Linked DNA regions of Oryctolagus cuniculus: region 1 is linked to region 2. Evidence: chromatin contacts called from public Micro-C data. All regions are on one chromosome and are shown on one strand. Each heading gives the region's core, a stretch centred on a gene start, on an enhancer-like site or on the middle of the called end of the contact. The rest is flanking DNA. Distances are from core to core; before and after follow the strand shown. Region 1 holds the start of RFC2 (replication factor C subunit 2). Region 2 holds the start of LOC100339432 (general transcription factor II-I repeat domain-containing protein 2B).

What was found. A called contact is a pair of places that touch in the nucleus more often than the background predicts.
Region 1: a contact with region 2 is called in a Micro-C map of ear pinna, with 6 times the contacts expected there. The contact joins the promoter of RFC2 here to the promoter of LOC100339432 in region 2. A contact is called at or near these places in 2 of 6 Hi-C or Micro-C datasets (ear pinna and an unstated tissue).

The regions. Positions count from the first base shown.
Region 1 is chr19:50,048,742-50,053,356 of mOryCun1.1, reverse strand. It overlaps RFC2 (replication factor C subunit 2), which reads right to left and starts at 1,787. Exons shown (of 11, transcript XM_008249083.4): 1 at 1,632-1,787. The coding sequence starts at 1,762.
Region 2 is chr19:49,636,883-49,641,070 of mOryCun1.1, reverse strand. LOC100339432 (general transcription factor II-I repeat domain-containing protein 2B) reads right to left here and starts at 2,750. Exons shown (of 14, transcript XM_070064504.1): 1 at 2,200-2,750. The coding sequence starts at 2,717.

The DNA.
Region 1 (4,615 bases), core at 538-3,037, 410 kb before region 2:
TATTTAGCCTCTTCTCAATGCCGGCACTGTGTAAGGAGCTGCAGATTTCAAGAAAGCAAAGACAGAGCTAGCATCTCCTGACTCTCGCTCTAAATGGCCTTCCCGCTGGCAGGGAGTCAGCTCCGCAAACCCCCTCCACGGGGGCCTCAAAGGGGACTGTGAAGGGGCCACGCTGTGGCCACTAAGCTGCCACCTGCAGCAGACATCCCGTTCCAGACCTGGCTGCTCCGCTTCCAGTCCAGCTCCCTGCTCATGCGCCTGGGAAGGCAGTGGAGGATGGGCCTCGTGCTTCAGCCCCTGCACCCACCTGGGAGACCCGGATGGAGCTCCAGGCTCCTGGCTTCAGCGCTGGCCCAGGCTTGGCCGTTGTGGCCATTTGGGGAGTGAATTATTTGATGGGAGATCTCTGTCTCTCTGCTTTCCAAATAAATTTTTAGAAAAGGCTTTTCCCCCTAAAATATTGTGAAAAGATGGCATGGATTTCAAAAATTTTTTTTTGCATCAGCATAAACTTCTCTTTCATTCCACCTTTCTGGGAACTTTGTGAAATGCCTTTAAAAAAAAAAAGATTTATTTTATTTATTTGTAAGGCAGAGTTAGAGAGAGACAGAGAGAGAAGTCTTCCATTTGCTGGTTCACTCCCCAGATGGCCACAATGGCCAGAGCTGGGTTGATCCAAATGCAGGAGCCAGGAGCTTCTTCCAGGTCTCCCAGGTGGGTGCAGGGGCCCAAAGACTTGGGCCATCTTCTGCTGCTTTCCCAGGCCACAGCAGAGAGCTGGATCGTAAGTGGAGCAGCCAGGACCCGAACCGGCGCCCATATAGGATGTCGGCACTGCAGGCGGCGGCTTTACCCACTACGCCACAGCGTCAGCCCCTGTGAAATGCCTCTTACAAACCAAGAGCCCAGGGAGAGGACAAAGCAGGGGCTGGGAACAGCAGGAACTGAACTGTTTTTGTTTCTTAGATTTACTTTATTTATTTGAAAGGCAGAGTTATAGAGGGGGAGAGAGAGAGATCTTCCATCTGCTGGTTCACTCCCCGGATGGCCGCCAGCAGCCCAGGGCTGGGCCAGGCCGGAGCCAGGATTTCCTACATGGGTGCAGGGGCCCAGGCACTCGGGCCATCATCCTCCACTGCTTTTCCAGGCGCGTTAGCGGGGAGCCGGATCCGAAGTGGAGCAGCCGGGGCTGGCGGCGGCTTAACCACTCTGCCGCAACGCCGGCCCCTGAGCTGGGTTTTGAACAAGACAAGTGTTCTCTTCCGAGCTTTTGCACGGCTGCCCCCCCTGCCCGAAACCGCCTCCTCCACGAAGCCACAAGGCTTGCTCCTTGATTTGGGGCCTTTTTGCTCAAGTACCAGATCTTCACGGGGCCCTACCTCTCATCGAATGCACAGCACATCTATTGTTAACTGCACTACAGGCCAACAGAATATAATATAATAAAAATATGTACAAACCACACGGGTCATTGAGAATTGGTAACCACATTAAAGTGTAGAACGAAATAGAGGCCGATTTTCGACGCCGCCCCGGAGCCGCCTGCTCCCCCTTGGGGTCCCCCCCAAACAGGCCCTCGCCGCCCCCCGGTTCCTCGCCCTCATGTCCGATCTATGGCCTGGGCCCCTCACCACGGCAGCTCGTAGTGGCCGGCGCTGCTGGACGCCTTGCTGGCGACAGGCGCAGCGTCCTGGACCGCACCATTCTCCTGCACCTCCATACTCTCGCGTCCGCTTCCCGCCGCCCCGAGGCCCCGCCCCATGACGCCATCACGCAGGCCCCGCCCCCTGGCCGCAGGGAACGCCGGGCGGGAGTGGAAGTCGCGAGCGCGCGCCCCCTTTCTGCGCCTGCGCAGAGTGCTCCGGCTTTGGCCCGGGCCGCTGTCCGTCGCTAGAGGCCGCGGTTGCTGCGCGGGAGCTGGCGTCTGAGCTGGACCCGACCGGGCTGGGCGTCCAGGGGATGCTCTCGTCCCCCGCGCCGCCCCAGGTTTGGCCGGAGAGGAGACGCAAGCCGTCTCTCCGTCGGAGGGTTTTCATCCTGAAAAATGGATGCTTGGAGCGTTGTTGCGGGTTGCATTTCTAATGTTCCTCCCGTGGCCCGAATGCATCATCGCCGTTAAAAATCCAAAATAAAGACTGAAATCCACCAGGATCTGCGCTGCGCCTTGTGCCCGCGGAGGCTGCTCCTAGCAGTGGGGTTTTATAGGCCTAGGAAGGGCCTGGGGAGTCTGGACTGGGGAATTTGCGTAAAATCCTCCTCCTATTGCATCGTGGGGGGGGGGGGGGCTTCTTTCTCTTCTGCCCCCAGGGCGGAGCCAGGGCCTGGCTCTCTCCACCTGCCCATGTCCTGAACAGCTTGGGTCAGCCTTGAGGAACTGGGTTGCTCCCCACGAGGGCGCCGTGTCTGTTTCTCCCATCTTCCCTTTCTTCCTCTGTCTTTATTTTTATGTTTTAGTATTAAAAAATAAATAAATAAATAAAAAATAAAAAAAAAAAACAAAAAAACAGATGTAGGGGGCTGGCACTGTGGCGTAGCAGGTAAACCACTGCCTGCAGTGCCAGCATCCCATATGGGCGCCGGTTCTAGTCCCGGCTGCTCCACTTCCGATCCAGCTCTCTGCTGTGGCCTGGGAAGGTAGCAGAAGATGGCCCAGGTCCTTGGGCCCCTGCACCTGTGCGGGAGACCCGGAGGGAGCTCCTGGCTCCTGGCTTAGGATTGGCGCAGCTCCAGCCGTTTCGGACAGTTGGGGAGTGAACCAGCAGATGGAAGACCTCTCTCTCTCTCTCTCTTTCTCTCTCTCTCAGTGTATTTGACAGGCAGAGAGAGAGACAAAGAGCTCTCATCCAATGGTGTGTTCCCCAAGTGCCCCCAGGACAGGAGCCAAGAACTCAGTCCAGGCAACCAATGACCTGAGCCTTCCACTGCCTCCCAGGGTGCACATCTGGCTCTGGCTCTGGCTCCTGGGATCATCACCAGGTCGTCTGATGGCAGGAGGCATCTCACCTGCTGGGCTGAATGTTTTTATCATTGGTGAAAATCTTCATGTGAGGGTACATCAACAAATTCAAGTACTTGGGCCACTGCCACCCACTCGGAAGTCCTGGATGGAGTTCCTGGCTTTGGTCTGGCAAAGTGCTGGCTGTTGGGGCCATTTGGGGAGTGAACCAGTGATTGAAGCTCTGTTTCTCCCTCTCTCTCTAAGTGTGCCTTTCAAAAAAGAAACCTTTAAAAAAAGATTTATTTTTATTTATTTGAAAGGCAGAGTTATATATATAGAGAGATCTTCCATCTGCTAGTTCACTCCCCAAATGGCCACAACGGCCAGGCCTGGGCCAGACCAAAGTCAGAAGTCAGGATCTTCCGGGTCTCCCACGTGGGTGCAAGGGCCCAAGGACTTGGGCCATCTTCCACTGCTTTCCCAGGCCATAGCAGGGAGCTGGATCGGAAGTGGAGCAGTCAGGACTTGAACTAGTAACCATATGGGATGCTGGCACCACAGGTGGCAACTTAACCTACTATGCCACAGTGCTGGCCCCCCAAATAAGCACCTTAAAAATCGGGGCCGGTGCTGTGGCATAGAGCGCACGCTTGCATGTGCTGGTTCCTTTCCCGAGTGGCTGCAACAGCCAGGCCTGCGCCAGGCTGAAGCCGGGAACCAGGAGCTGCATCCGGGTCTCCCGCATGACCCGCACGGTGCTGAGCACGTGGGCCGTCTTCCGCTGCCTTCCCAGGCAACACTAGCAGGAAGCTGGATCAGAAGCGGAGCAGCTGGGGTTCCCCGCTGGATGTCCCCCTCCTTCCCACCCCCTCGTCAGGGCAGCAGCTTGATCCCCAGGGCGGCTAATTAGTTATTCAAATAAGTGTGGGCTCCAGAATTTGCATTGGTCTCTCTTTTTAGCTTCGTTTCCAGCCCCTCCCCCACCCAGGAAAGCCTGGCCTCTGTGGAAATGCCCTGGGGAGGCCCCCTGCTCCCAGGTTTCTTCCTTGCACCTACTAGGCACTCAGTCGGCACCGGCCAGCTGCTCACGCCAGTCAGCCAGCCCGGTTGGAGGGGTCCTCCATGCAGGGGGCACGGTCGCCTTCCTGGGTGTCAGCTGTGCAGACGCCTCCCGCGACCCAGGCTCTGGAGCCGTTTGTTTGAATGATCATAATTACCAAGGTCTACCCTTGGCGCCTTTCTCTTCCCCTTTCATACGATTTGGGGGTGGTGGTGAAATGCTTGATGTTTCTTTCCCTTGAAACTGTCTTATAACTTTTTAAAAAATTATTTATTTGAAAGAATTACAGAGAGAGGAAGAGGAGAGAGATTTTCCATCTGCTGGCCCACTTTCCAGATGGCCACAATGCCCAGGGCCGAAGCCGGGAACTTCATCCGGGTCGCCCACGGCAGTGGCAAGGGCCCAAGAACTTGGACCACCCTCTGCTGCTTTCCCTTAGCAGGGAGCCGGGACACAACCGGCGTTCATAGGTGATGCGGGCGTCTCAGGCTTCCCCCAGGACGCCACAACACCGCCCAGGGTTGTCAGTTTTTAAAATTGCCACTCACGGATCCTTATACATGCTTCTCTGGGAATGGTTCCTTCCGGCTTTTCCTTGGGAATGCTCCCACGTGGTG
Region 2 (4,188 bases), core at 1,501-4,000:
TTGTTTGCTTCCTGTATCTTAACAACAAGTAGAGGTAGGAACTTTGTCTTTCATATTTTACGATTGGGAACAAAGACACACTCATTTATTTACATCTTGTCTGAGCTGCTTTCCTGAGATGACACGGTGACATGTATGTGACAGAGGCCCCAAGTCCCCAAATACAGAAATATTTACTCTCCAAACTTTTCCCAGCCTTGTTGTACAACCGATATCCCTCACAACCTGCCATCACTTGGAATGTCACTCACTCCATTTATCAAGCGTCTGATATCTGTTTTTTTTTTTTTTTTTAAGATGTATCTTATTTATTTGAAAGGCAGAGTTACAGAGAGGGAGAGGCACAGAGGCATCTTCCATCTGCTGGTTCACTCCCCAAATGGCCCCAAAAGCCTGGGCTGGGCCAGGTAGAAGCCAGGAGCCAGGAGCTTCACCCAGGTCTCCCATTAGGTGCAGCGGCCCAAGCATGTGGGCCATCCTCCACTGCCTTCCCAGGCACATCAGCACGGGGCTGGATCGGAAGTGGAGCGGCTGGGACTTGAACTGGCATCCACAGTGGATGGTTAAACCACTGCCTGCAACACAAGATGAAGGCATCCGACTGTTCCTTCTAAGACAAGGGAGACAAACTGTCCAGGCGGAGGGCTGTGGGCCCAGAGCCAGGGGCTAAACAACAGGCACTCGGAATCACCACGGCCCACGGCCACCAGCTGGACACCAGCTGCAACCCGGCACGGCGCCACTGCCTCCACGTGAGCCGCGCGGAGGGCAGCGGGGGTGGGGGAGTGACATCCAGGTGGCTGCGGTCTATTTACTCCAAACTACCAGCGCTAAGCTGAAACACAGAGCTCAGAGGCCCGGTGCTGTGGCCTAGTGGGCGAAGCCGCCACCTGCAGTGCCAGCATCCCCTATGGGTGCCGGTTCTAGTCCCAGCTGCTCCACTTCCGATCCAGCTCTCTGCTGTGGTCTGGGAAAGCAGTAGAAGATGGTCAAGTCCTTGGGCCCCTGCACTGGCGTGGGAGACCCAGAAGAAGCTCCTGGCTCTGGTCTGGCCCAGCCACAGCGGCTGTGGGCATTTGGGGAGTGAACTGGCGGATGGAAGACCTCTGTCTCTCCCTCTAATTCTGCCTCTCAAATAAATAAGGTTAAATCTTACAAGCTTGGCGGAGCAATTCCACTTCCGGGTATCCCCGTGCACCTGCGGGGAATCCTAACAGATGTCCTCACCCGCACCTGTACAGGGACCAGACGTGACCCCAGCCCCCGAAATCCGTCCATTCACGGAAAGCCAACACGGGACGCCACCAGATCAGTCACTATTCCGCCAGAAATGAAGGAACCCAGACACACACACGCGTCCTTAGGACGAGCCCACCTACAACGAAATGCCCCAGAAATGACAACCCCAGGGAGCACAGTCGCCAAGGGCTGGGGCGGGCAGTGGGACCCACGGCCGAACATTCCGGAAGGCTGCTGTAGAGCACAAGTCTATGAACTTAACAAGCCTCAACGCGCGACTTCCTTCTAAAGGGTGGGCGTCACGGGCTAGCGCCATAAAGCGGTTATTGGACAACAAAGCAGCTTTCCCTTTGAGGGGCGGAGACTACAGCCCTGCGAGTCCGTGCTTCCCTCGCACCCTACAGCAGCATGGCGACAGAGCCTTTTCCTTCCCCGAGGCTCGGTTTGTTCTCCGCCAACAAACGCATCCCCTCAGCACACCGAGCGCGCCAGACAATGCCCACGCACGGCGCCGCTCAGCAACGTAAGGGGCGGAGCCTGGACGCAGTTACCAGGCAACGAGGAAGCCCCGCCCCCCGCCTAGCCAATCAACACAAACAGCCTTACGTACGCCAGGAGGCGCATGACCTCACGCGCACGGGGCCGCCCACCAGAGAGCCCCCGCCTCCGCCCTCGCCCAACCAATCAGAAAGGAGAGGGAGGCGCGCATGCTCCGTGTGCGTGCGCCCGCGGCCCGCGCGCAGGGCTTGCCGCCCCACCCCCACTCCTCAGGTCCTGCCCGCGGGAACGGGGGTTCGGGGCCCGCCTGGGGGCGCCAGGGCTGCCGAGCTCCACCTCCCGCGGCGCGCCCGGACCCGCCAGCGGCCACCCCTTCCCAGGGCCGCCACCCTCCCCTCCCCTGACGGAGAAACTTCCTAGACGAGCAGTCGCTCTTCATGGCGGCGAGGGCGGGGTACGCACCTGAGGGCGCCGGCCAGCGGGGCTGCGGCCGCGCCGGCCGCGGGGGTCCGAGGCCTGGGCCACCGGGGACGGCCGAGGGGCCGAGCACGGCGCCCGGGACGAGCGCGAGGCGGGGCGCGGCGTGGTGGGCGGCGGCCGCGGCCCCTGCTCGCCACTCGCCCTCCTTTTTCTTTCTTCGCCCTTTTTTTTTTTTCCTTCTTTTTTTTATTTTTTTGTTTGCTTCCTGGAAGGCAGCCTTGACTCGTGTGTCCGCAGCGCCCCAAGTGGGAGCTGCTGTTTCCGGTGCTTTTGAATCCAACGTGGCTGCCCCGGGGCCGCAGCCGCCGCCGCGGTGGCCGGGCGTGGGCAGTGGCCTCCTGCCCTGGCCGGTGCCCGCTGTGGCTGCTGCAGGGTTGCAATCGGTAGCCTTCAAGCCACGGTTTGAGTGGCCCAGGAATCCACCTTAAATCTTGGGAGCGTTTCTTTGGTGCGTCGTGAGTGACCCTTGGGTGGGCTGGGTGGCCCGGCCAAGCAGCCATGAGCTGTCCATCAGGCCGTTCCGGGCCAGCCTTACGGCATCTGATCAAACGACTCTGACGGTCCTTTTTTATTTATTTATTTATTTTTAATATGGTTGATTTGAAAGGCAGAGAGATAATCTTCCATCCACTGGTCACTCCCCAAATGGCCACATCAGCCAGGGCTGGGCCACACAGAAGCCAGGAGCTTCTTCCGGGGTCTCCTCTTGGGTGTCAGGGGACACAAACACTTGGGCCATCTTTTGCTGCCTTCCCAGGCCGTTAGCAGGGAGCTGGATGGGAAGTGGAGCAGCCGGGACATGAACCACGCCCATAGAGGATGCCCACGTCACAGGTGTCAACCCATCCGTGTCACAACACTGGCCCCATGCCTGCCTTCTATCAGTAGCTAGCAAGGGATGCTTCCTAGCAAATACTATCTTAAAAAATCTAGGGCAGGCTTTGATGCGACTTGACACTGCTCTTGGAACATCTGCCTGCCGCAGGGGAGTGTGGGATCGAGACCCAGGTGAGCTTAGGAGCCAGCTGCCTGATAATGTGCCCGGGAGGCAGCAGGGGATGGCCAAAGTCCTTGGGCCCTGCCACCCATGGGGAGACCTGGATGGAGCTCCTGGCTCAGGCCTGGCCCAGCCCTGGCTGTTGGGTGCACTTGGGGAGGGAAACGGTGGCTGGAGGGAAGACTTCTGTGTCTGGGGCTGCCACCCGTGTCGCCCGTGTCCCATCTGAGCACCAGTCCCTGTCCTGGCTGTCCCACGTTGGATCCAGCTCCCTGTCAGTGCACCTGGGAAAACAGCTGAAGATAGCCCAAGTGCTTGGTCTCCACTGGGAGGGGAGCCCACCGTGGATGAGGCTCCTGGCTTCGCCTGTGGCTTTGGTGGCCATTTGAGGAGTGAGCCAGCAGATGGAGGATCTCTGTGCTTCAAATAAGCAATACGTATTTTTAAAGGGATATGTAAACATTTTTCCTTACGGTGCAGTCTATTTTTGATCAGAATAGTTGTATAAAGTTGGAGCAAATCAGATTAGCAAGTACTGACCGTTGGTCCCAGAGGAAATACAGCTTTGAGTTCTGGTGGAGCCTCTGACCACCCCTTGTTTGGTGAACCCAAAGTAATTTTATGTGGGTTCCTATTTAAAGAGGTGTTACTTAAAATGCACCAGTGGTGGGCGGGGCACTGTAATTCCTGCCAAATCAGAGCCCTGTTTTCTCCCTGGGGCCCGTCGCAGCATTGCTGCACACTTGGGGCCACAGGACAGCACCCCAGGTCCACGCATAAGGGCCGTGTTGTGCAGAGAAGTCACCAGACGAGGCACAAATTGGCAAAGGTAGCGCTGAGTGCAGCGGGAAGCCGACTCCTGCTGTGTGACACAGGGAGGTAGCGGTGGGCGTTTGGTGCAGGGGTTAAGCCGCTGCTGCACATTTCTTCCACTCTCTGCAGATCCGAACCCCTGGGAGAGCTCCGCCCCTGCC